Linked DNA regions of Anas platyrhynchos: region 1 is linked to region 2. The links are chromatin contacts, called in public Hi-C maps. All regions are on one chromosome and are shown on one strand. Each heading gives the region's core, a stretch centred on a gene start, on an enhancer-like site or on the middle of the called end of the contact. The rest is flanking DNA. Distances are from core to core; before and after follow the strand shown. Region 1 overlaps NFIA (nuclear factor I A). Region 2 has its middle 67 kb from the start of CYP2J2.

What was found. Hi-C and Micro-C count contacts between places; a contact is called where the count stands out from the background.
Region 1: a Hi-C map of skeletal muscle shows a contact between it and region 2, with 4 times the contacts expected there. The contact joins two enhancer-like sites. A contact is called at or near these places in 3 of 8 Hi-C or Micro-C datasets (liver, skeletal muscle and subcutaneous adipose tissue).

The regions. Positions count from the first base shown.
Region 1 is chr8:36,370,076-36,373,818 of IASCAAS_PekinDuck_T2T, forward strand. The region is part of intron 2 of NFIA (nuclear factor I A); the gene reads left to right. Among named protein-coding and RNA genes, the nearest start is that of NFIA, 100 kb to the left of the region's middle. Within about 2 kb of position 1,701, at least 1 of the 8 cell types and tissues checked has an H3K27ac peak or open chromatin away from gene starts, as enhancers often do.
Region 2 is chr8:36,093,835-36,097,368 of IASCAAS_PekinDuck_T2T, forward strand. No RefSeq gene overlaps it. Among named protein-coding and RNA genes, the nearest start is that of CYP2J2, 67 kb to the left of the region's middle. Within about 2 kb of position 1,782, at least 1 of the 8 cell types and tissues checked has an H3K27ac peak or open chromatin away from gene starts, as enhancers often do.

The sequences.
Region 1 (3,743 bases), core at 451-2,950, 280 kb after region 2:
TTTCTTGTTTCCATATGTTGCTGATGGACTAAAAATCTTGTGAGGTCTTTATTTTTCCTTAATATATAAAATAGAAGTCTTTTACAAATTAGTTCAGTAACTCTTTCAAAATGTGTAAACACGATGACCCTTGAGGTAAAGAGGAAACCATCTGTGATTCTGACTTGGTTTTTTCTTCCAAACCATGTTCAGTCCTCGGAGGCTGTATAGACACAACTGCACGTTAGCTAGATTGCCTCGCAGCATGTTCCAACGGCACAGAGTCTGAACTTCCAAAACTTAATGTCATCCTGCTTCAAACCCTAGGAAAGGGCTTGATGTTTCCAGACTGGAAAGATGTTCCTGCGAACTGGAGGACCCTGCAGAGAGAGGGCAGCACCTGCATTATGCTGCGAGCAGCGCTGTGGAGGGAGCGCTGCTGCTGTTCGCTCTGTCCCTGCTATCCTTACCTAGTTTCTGCAGCCTTCCGCTCCCAATAACATCTCCCTGCCTTTAAAAAGTTCTCAGTCTAGCAAAGAAATTGTGTACATGAGTGTCTTCAAGTACATGGGAGCTTTTGCTGGCAGTGATGGACCCGTCTGAGTGTTGGGCTTTAGCTCTCCGTAACTGGCATCGTCTTGGAGCTTGCAAAAACTGGAAGTAGCAAGAGTTGCAGCTGTTAAAATGGTGTTTATCAGTGAGGGGCTTAAGTAGAAAATGTAAATCTAACTAAAACCTCTAGCACAGAGTTTTTTCAGATACTGGACTGTTCTGTAGAGAGATATGTAAGGCCAAACTTGGCTTAGTTTCAAAATCTGCAAATCAGACGCAATTCAAACTTTAACTCTTCCTTGGGTAAGAAAGCACAATGCTTCCTTGACGGGAGGGGAATATTCCCACAAAGAGCCCCATTTTTATCTCCTCCTTATGCTAGACTTGTAGTTAACAAGCACAGCTGAAATACCTGATGTCTGCAGTGCCTCCCCTTCCCCCAGAACACCTGATATTTAAGCGTTGCCTGATTCACAAAACTTTTGCTCAGGAATCCAGTGATCATATCTGATAAAAAGCACAAGGAATTCCTTTCAGAAGGAGCTGAACCACAGATGGTGATGTGATTTGAGGGCCACTGAACATCAACAGTTTCACCAACTGAATCTGAATTACAGAAACACCTGCATGACTGCATCTGCAGACTCAGCTAAATTATGCTTCCATCCAGCCACATGACATCTAATGCGTAATTCTTCTGCATTTTAATCAAATGCATTGTAATGCCAGTGTAAAATTTCAATATGAATGCACCTTAATGTAAGAGTAACTAATGGCTGCCATCCATTAGTACCAGTTAAGAGACATACTTCCTACTAGGCAATGAGGGCACCGTTATTTTAATTCATTACCTGCTTTGTAAATTACACCCAATTGCACGTGAAGAGGGGATGCTCACAGGACACCACTGGGGATGTGAGACCGAGCACATGAAAGTTGGAAAATGTTTAAAAGCAGGCAGCAGAGCGGGGTTCACGACCCCCTTGCAGTGAGGTAGATTTTGTGTGTGTTACCCAAATGGTGCCGGTTCCCTCTAAAACCTGCACTGACTTTAGCAGCTTAATGCTTAAAAAAAAATAAAAAATACTTTTACTGAGCATGTGCAAACTCTGAACTTGTGAAGGCTTTTCAGATTTGATGGATTTTCAAGGCTACTGTAAAGCATCTCTTAAGAAAGGGCTGATGTAGGCCAATCTCCTGGTTATTGCTTCAAGGCGTGACGTCGATAGGCCTTTTCAAGGACAAACTGCCAGAAACACTGAAACATTTTTTTTTCCTAGTGCCTTTTTTAGAGATAGATGAATTGGCATGGATAAAAAATTTCCAAAACAGAAATCAGCCTGACGAAAAAAATGAAGTGTGGAGAATGTCCTCAGATGGCTCATACCTGGTAAAGTTAAAGGTGGTGAATGGTCAGCCTTGGGTGACGGATAACACTGTGAGTTACTGCCTGCTGAAACTGCTGAGTGTGCTGGTTGGCTTTGTCATAAGGGCTGCCTGTGGTTTAGCCTTCAGAAGCAAGTCCCAGTCCCCGTGGGACTGAATTCAGCAGACTTTTGCCGTGATTTGAGGTTCTGCCCACAAGGTGGCTGCTGGGATGGGGCCAGATCTTCTGAAAGTTAGATGTCGCATCACAGTACTCTGTTATTGGCATGTTCATGCTTCTAGCATACCATTAAAGCAAGCCTGAAATCATAGAGTGAGGTAGAAAGTGAAGACCTGAAATAAGTAAATTCATTCCGGGGTGGCTGGGTATCGAAACACAGTGCTTCCTGCCTATGTTTGGCTTTACTTTACTTCATTGGTCCCTAGTGCATCCAGAATTATAACTCAGCAAACATCTTCAAGGACCATACTTTTAAAACACAAAACCCCTCCAAAATCTTGAAGTGGCTTAAAGGTAGAAAACCTCCTGGCTGGAGAGGCTAGCGGACCACATCTTGATTTGGTCATTTCCTCTTTCTGATATGGGCACATGTTCGTTCCTAATTACTCTGAAATCAGAGTAATTATTTTCATATGGCTAACAAATAATGATGATTCAACATTTGCATGTCCCTGAATTGCAGTGGAGGGGGATTACAGATGGTACAAGATGCATCAGTTTTACAAAACATATTGAAGATTTCAACTTCTTGATGGAAAGTGTTCTGTCATCACTTAACTTACACACATGTAAATACTGGCGTAGAGGGGAGTCCGCAGTAATGAGAACCACTAAAGACGCAGAAAACAGGTATGCAGAAATAAAAACCAAGTTTTCAAACCTCAGCTTTCCATTCATTCTCATAAGAACTGACCAGCAAAGCTCTAGCTATCCTACCAGGAAGTCTATGATGGAGCCACAGACAGAACCCAAATGTCCACATTGCAATTCATACCTTTTAAAACAAACAAACAAAAAAAGCTTTCTTCAGTGGAGAGGCTTAACTGTATACAGTTGTATGGCAAACAGTGACAATGTGCAGAATAAAGCCACTTTATTCCATAACCTTGTGTTCCTGTTTTTTATCTGTGAACTTTTTACCTTGAGCACACCAAATGCACCAAGCAGCTCCCATTTGAAAGAGTGAGAAGGAAAGGGAGGTTGTGTTTGCTGATCCTGGTAAGTGCAGTGATTTCCAATAACCATGATGTTTGCCATGAGCGAGCAACTTAAAAAAAAAAATTAAAATAAAATCTAGTTAAGTGCCCAGCAAGGGGTTATTCTCATGTCTGCACTTGTATGTTAAGTCCCACTGACAAGTATTAGTGGGAGCCATGCATGTGGGGATATGTGAATAGCCCCAAGGGGAGATGTGTAAAGTAATATGCAACTACACAGAGATTGCTTCAATTGCCACAATAAAATAATCTAACCTTAAAGAATGTTGTGGATAAATAATTTAAATAAATTCACATGTAATGGAGGGGAAAAAAAAATGAAACAAAAACAGCACTAGAGTCTACTCATTGAGCTAAACAGTAAACAAAAACTAGCTTTTAGAAATTAAGCTGGCCCAAGTTTTCAGAAATGGCTCTTACCTGAGTTCTCTAATTTTTAGAGCCTCAGCATGATGCAACTGAAAGGGGACAGCTTTGGGGAGTCCCAGATACCCCAGTACCCTTTCAAAATTAAGCTTCCCCCAGAGCAAAAGCAGTCACAGCTTGCAGCTCCTCACTTCTGGAAACACTGACCACTGCAGCTGCATAAATAAATGCTAAGCAGTGTC
Region 2 (3,534 bases), core at 532-3,031:
CTCCTTGCAGATCTTCCCACTCCTGCTGTTCATTAGTAAGTGCCTAACGCAGTGCAGATTTGTTTGATTCTTTTCTACTTTTTTTTTTTTCATTTTCTTTTATTTTTTATTTTATTATTATTATTTTTTATTTTCTGGTGTCTTCTGAGTGCTCTGATACCTGCCAGGGTGCTGCCTCCTAATCTCAAGGGATAGGATATAACACATGGAGGGTCATGAGCAGGGCTGGAAAAATAACAACCCCTCCCCAGACAAACTCCATCTCTTTTGACCTAACATTGTTCTACACAATGCCAGAGAATGAGACCTGATCTATAGCTCTTCTTCCGACAAGAATGCATGCTGAGGCCTAGATTGCTGAAAATTGCATAATAACAGCAAAAATGACTTTTTGCTCAACAAGACCTATTCCTCGTCGAGCTTTTGCACACTATGGAAAAGGCAGAGAGTCTATGTGGGCTGACCAGGCAAACCCCGCAGCTCCTGTCAGCAAAAACATGTGGTAGTTGGTGCAGCTGAAGTTACATTCTCTGAAAGCTTTAAACTGTACCAGCTAAAGCAGAGTTAATGACAGCATATAAATGTCATTGGAAAAAATTACTGCCCTTATATTCGCTTCTTTTGCGGGTTTTAAGGAATCTCCTTCCAGCCTTGGCTTTCGGATATATATAGGTTTGTGCAGATTTGGCAGGGTTAAACTGCCAGGGGTAAGAAAGGACATAAACTTTTGGAAGGGCTCTGACACCCCCCTCTTTCCCACTCCCAGCACACAGGCATGCCAGAACATTATGGTTTCTTTTAGGCCCGCGTAATTAAATGAGTGATGAGGAATTTCTCACCAGTATAAAACGGAATTATTTGTTGCTTAAAATAAAACTGTACTTTATTTATTTATTTTATTTTGTGGAGACGGGGTGTCCAGGTTGTCAGCTGGTGTCGATCACCCTGTTCTGGGACATCAGATCTTGCTCACTGGGGATAATGCCAGGAGCATCAGGACAGCATGGTCCTACCCCCCAGCAGGTCTGAGATTAGGAAGGGACCATTATGGTGACCAGAGGAGAAGCAGTCTCTATAAAACCCTTTTTTTTTTTTTTTTTTTCATGAGTTTTTCTGTTCAGGCAGGAATCCTCACCCAGGGCAGCTTGGGGAGGGCAGGGGGGTGACTGCAGGGAAGCCCGTGCAATTTCTCTCCCAGTTTAACAGACAGCCTGGGGTCATACTCGCCAAATTTTGTGAGCAGCAGCTAGATTTACGAGCCCCAGGAGCTCACCGTGCTCCAGCTGATGAGCTGCACGACAGAAGAGCTGGGGTGAGCTGAAAAGCAGAGGGAAAGCAGAGGCACTGATGGGGGTCAGGAGTGATGGCCAGGCCCTGAGAGATACCGATGAAACCAAGTGCAAACTGGGGACAACCCAAAAAAGGAACAGAAGGGAGATCTGGGGCTCTTTATATAGCCCCTCACTTTTCAGGGGAAAATGCTGTTCCCAGCTTGCCTGGGCTGGCTGAGCTTGCAGCAACAACCCCTGTGCAAACCGGGTGCTTGCAGTGTTTGTGTAAGCAAAGCAGGGGGGGGACAAGGGGGAAGGAGGAATAAATAAATAAATAAAAAGGAAAAGAAAAGAAAGCAGCAGGAGAGAAAATCCTGGAGGACGAGAAAAAGAGTAAGTTGTCCACAGGGTGTCACTCTTGACCCACATTTGGGCCAGCACCCAGCCTTGTCTGTGGCAGCAGGAGATGGAAGATTTTCGTTCCCCAGCGAGCCTCCAAAAAGGCAGAAAGCTCCAAAAAAGCAGGGTGGCACCTCTGGGCGTGCAGCCTCTGCCCCCGCCTGCCCTTGCCTTGTCCCTTCCCAGGGACTGGATTAGTACGGGGGTCCTCCTGCAAAAAGGGAAAGAGAGTGGAAGAAAACCCTCTCCCCCCATTGCCAAACTTTGCACCATTCTGCCCCAAACTTTTACCACACCACCTCAACCTTTCGGGACGATTTCAAGTTGCTCTGAAATCCCCCTATACTGTCGGCTGTCCCTTCTCTCCAGCAACTCCTCTGTTTCCCAGCACTGCCTCATGGAAGTTGGGGTAGAACCACTTTACAGCGCGGCCTGAACCAGGCTAAATTAAGTGCTGATTATCTTGAGGTTTTGGTTACTCCTGCTTATCAGAGGTGGGTTCTTTAACTTAGTTGGATGGGTTCTTTAGGACAAGCCCTATGAATTACTGCCTTTCTGTACATCAAGCTGTCTGCTGCTGCAATCAGGAGGACAAACCAGGGGTCAAACCAGCTGTGGTTGTAGCCTGAAAGCAGAGACCCCCCTGACCTTCTGCCTGATGCTGGGCTGAGTCCGGGCAGGGCAGGACTGGGTGCATGCTGCCCATGAGAGCTGCAGGGGGATGCGGTCGGCCACCAGGCTCCGAGGGGCCGGCAGGTGACACGGATGCTGGGGTCAGCAGCGCAGCAGCCAAGGTACAGGCTGCAACTTTTACAAAGCATCAGCAGAGCATGAATTATGGTGTGACCTCCTGGCAAGTTTCCTGGAGCAGAGGACACACCGGCAAGAATGCTATCTCCTCTTCCAGGGCTGGCTGGGACAGGATTTGTGTGTAGTGTGTACAGCACATAATTCATCAGGCTAGCATTTGCATAGCATGAGCTCAGCACTGCAGCACTCTCTGACATTTTGAAATATTCTGCTAAGGGCTCACCGCTTACTTGGGGCACCGCATGGGATACAGCCCAAAAGGGATGCTGTCCCCTTGCACGACTCCACCCTCTGCTTGGAGGAGGAGCTCCAAAAAGGTCTAAATCCATAAATCTTACCTGTCTGCAACTCCCTCATTTCTGCAGTGACTTCACACTTTTGCCCCAGGGTAGTGCTTTTAGGTATGCTCAGTATAATTTTCTTTTTTTTTTCTTTTTTTTTTCTTTTTTTTTTTTTTTTTTCCAGGCCATCTTCCTTAATGTGGCTATCCCAAGCTTTTATGGAAACACCTGCAGTATGCAAACACAAACGTATAAATCTCAGTAATGTGAAAAAACTACTTCATGGAGTCGTACAAGAATGCAGCCATGTGACCGCAAAACTTCATTTACAAGTGCCTAAATATAGATCATAGCATGCAGCAAACCCAGACTTCAATTTTAAAAGTGAGGGCACAGGGGAGAGTGCAGAGTCAGCACTTCTTAAATAAGAAGTTCTTCTTGTACTAATTCATTTACAGCAGCATCTTCCTTTGACACAGCAAATTTGCATCGCTGAATCCCGATCGCAGAGACATAAAGATTTTTATGGCAGTCGGAAATAGCCTCCATGCAGGCACTGCTGCACCACCGCCGACCTCCGTGCCCAGACAAGGGCATGCTGCAGTTTGCACCAAGTGAGCTGCACAGGCTTTACTCCCCCGTGTGCTTTTATTTCCCTCCAGGGAGAGGCTGGGTTGTGCAGGATGCCCAGTCTGCTCTGAGGGACCTGCTGGAAGAAACCAAGTGGTTTCTCTGCAGTGGACAGTGCTGAATATTGAAAGGCACCAGAGAGA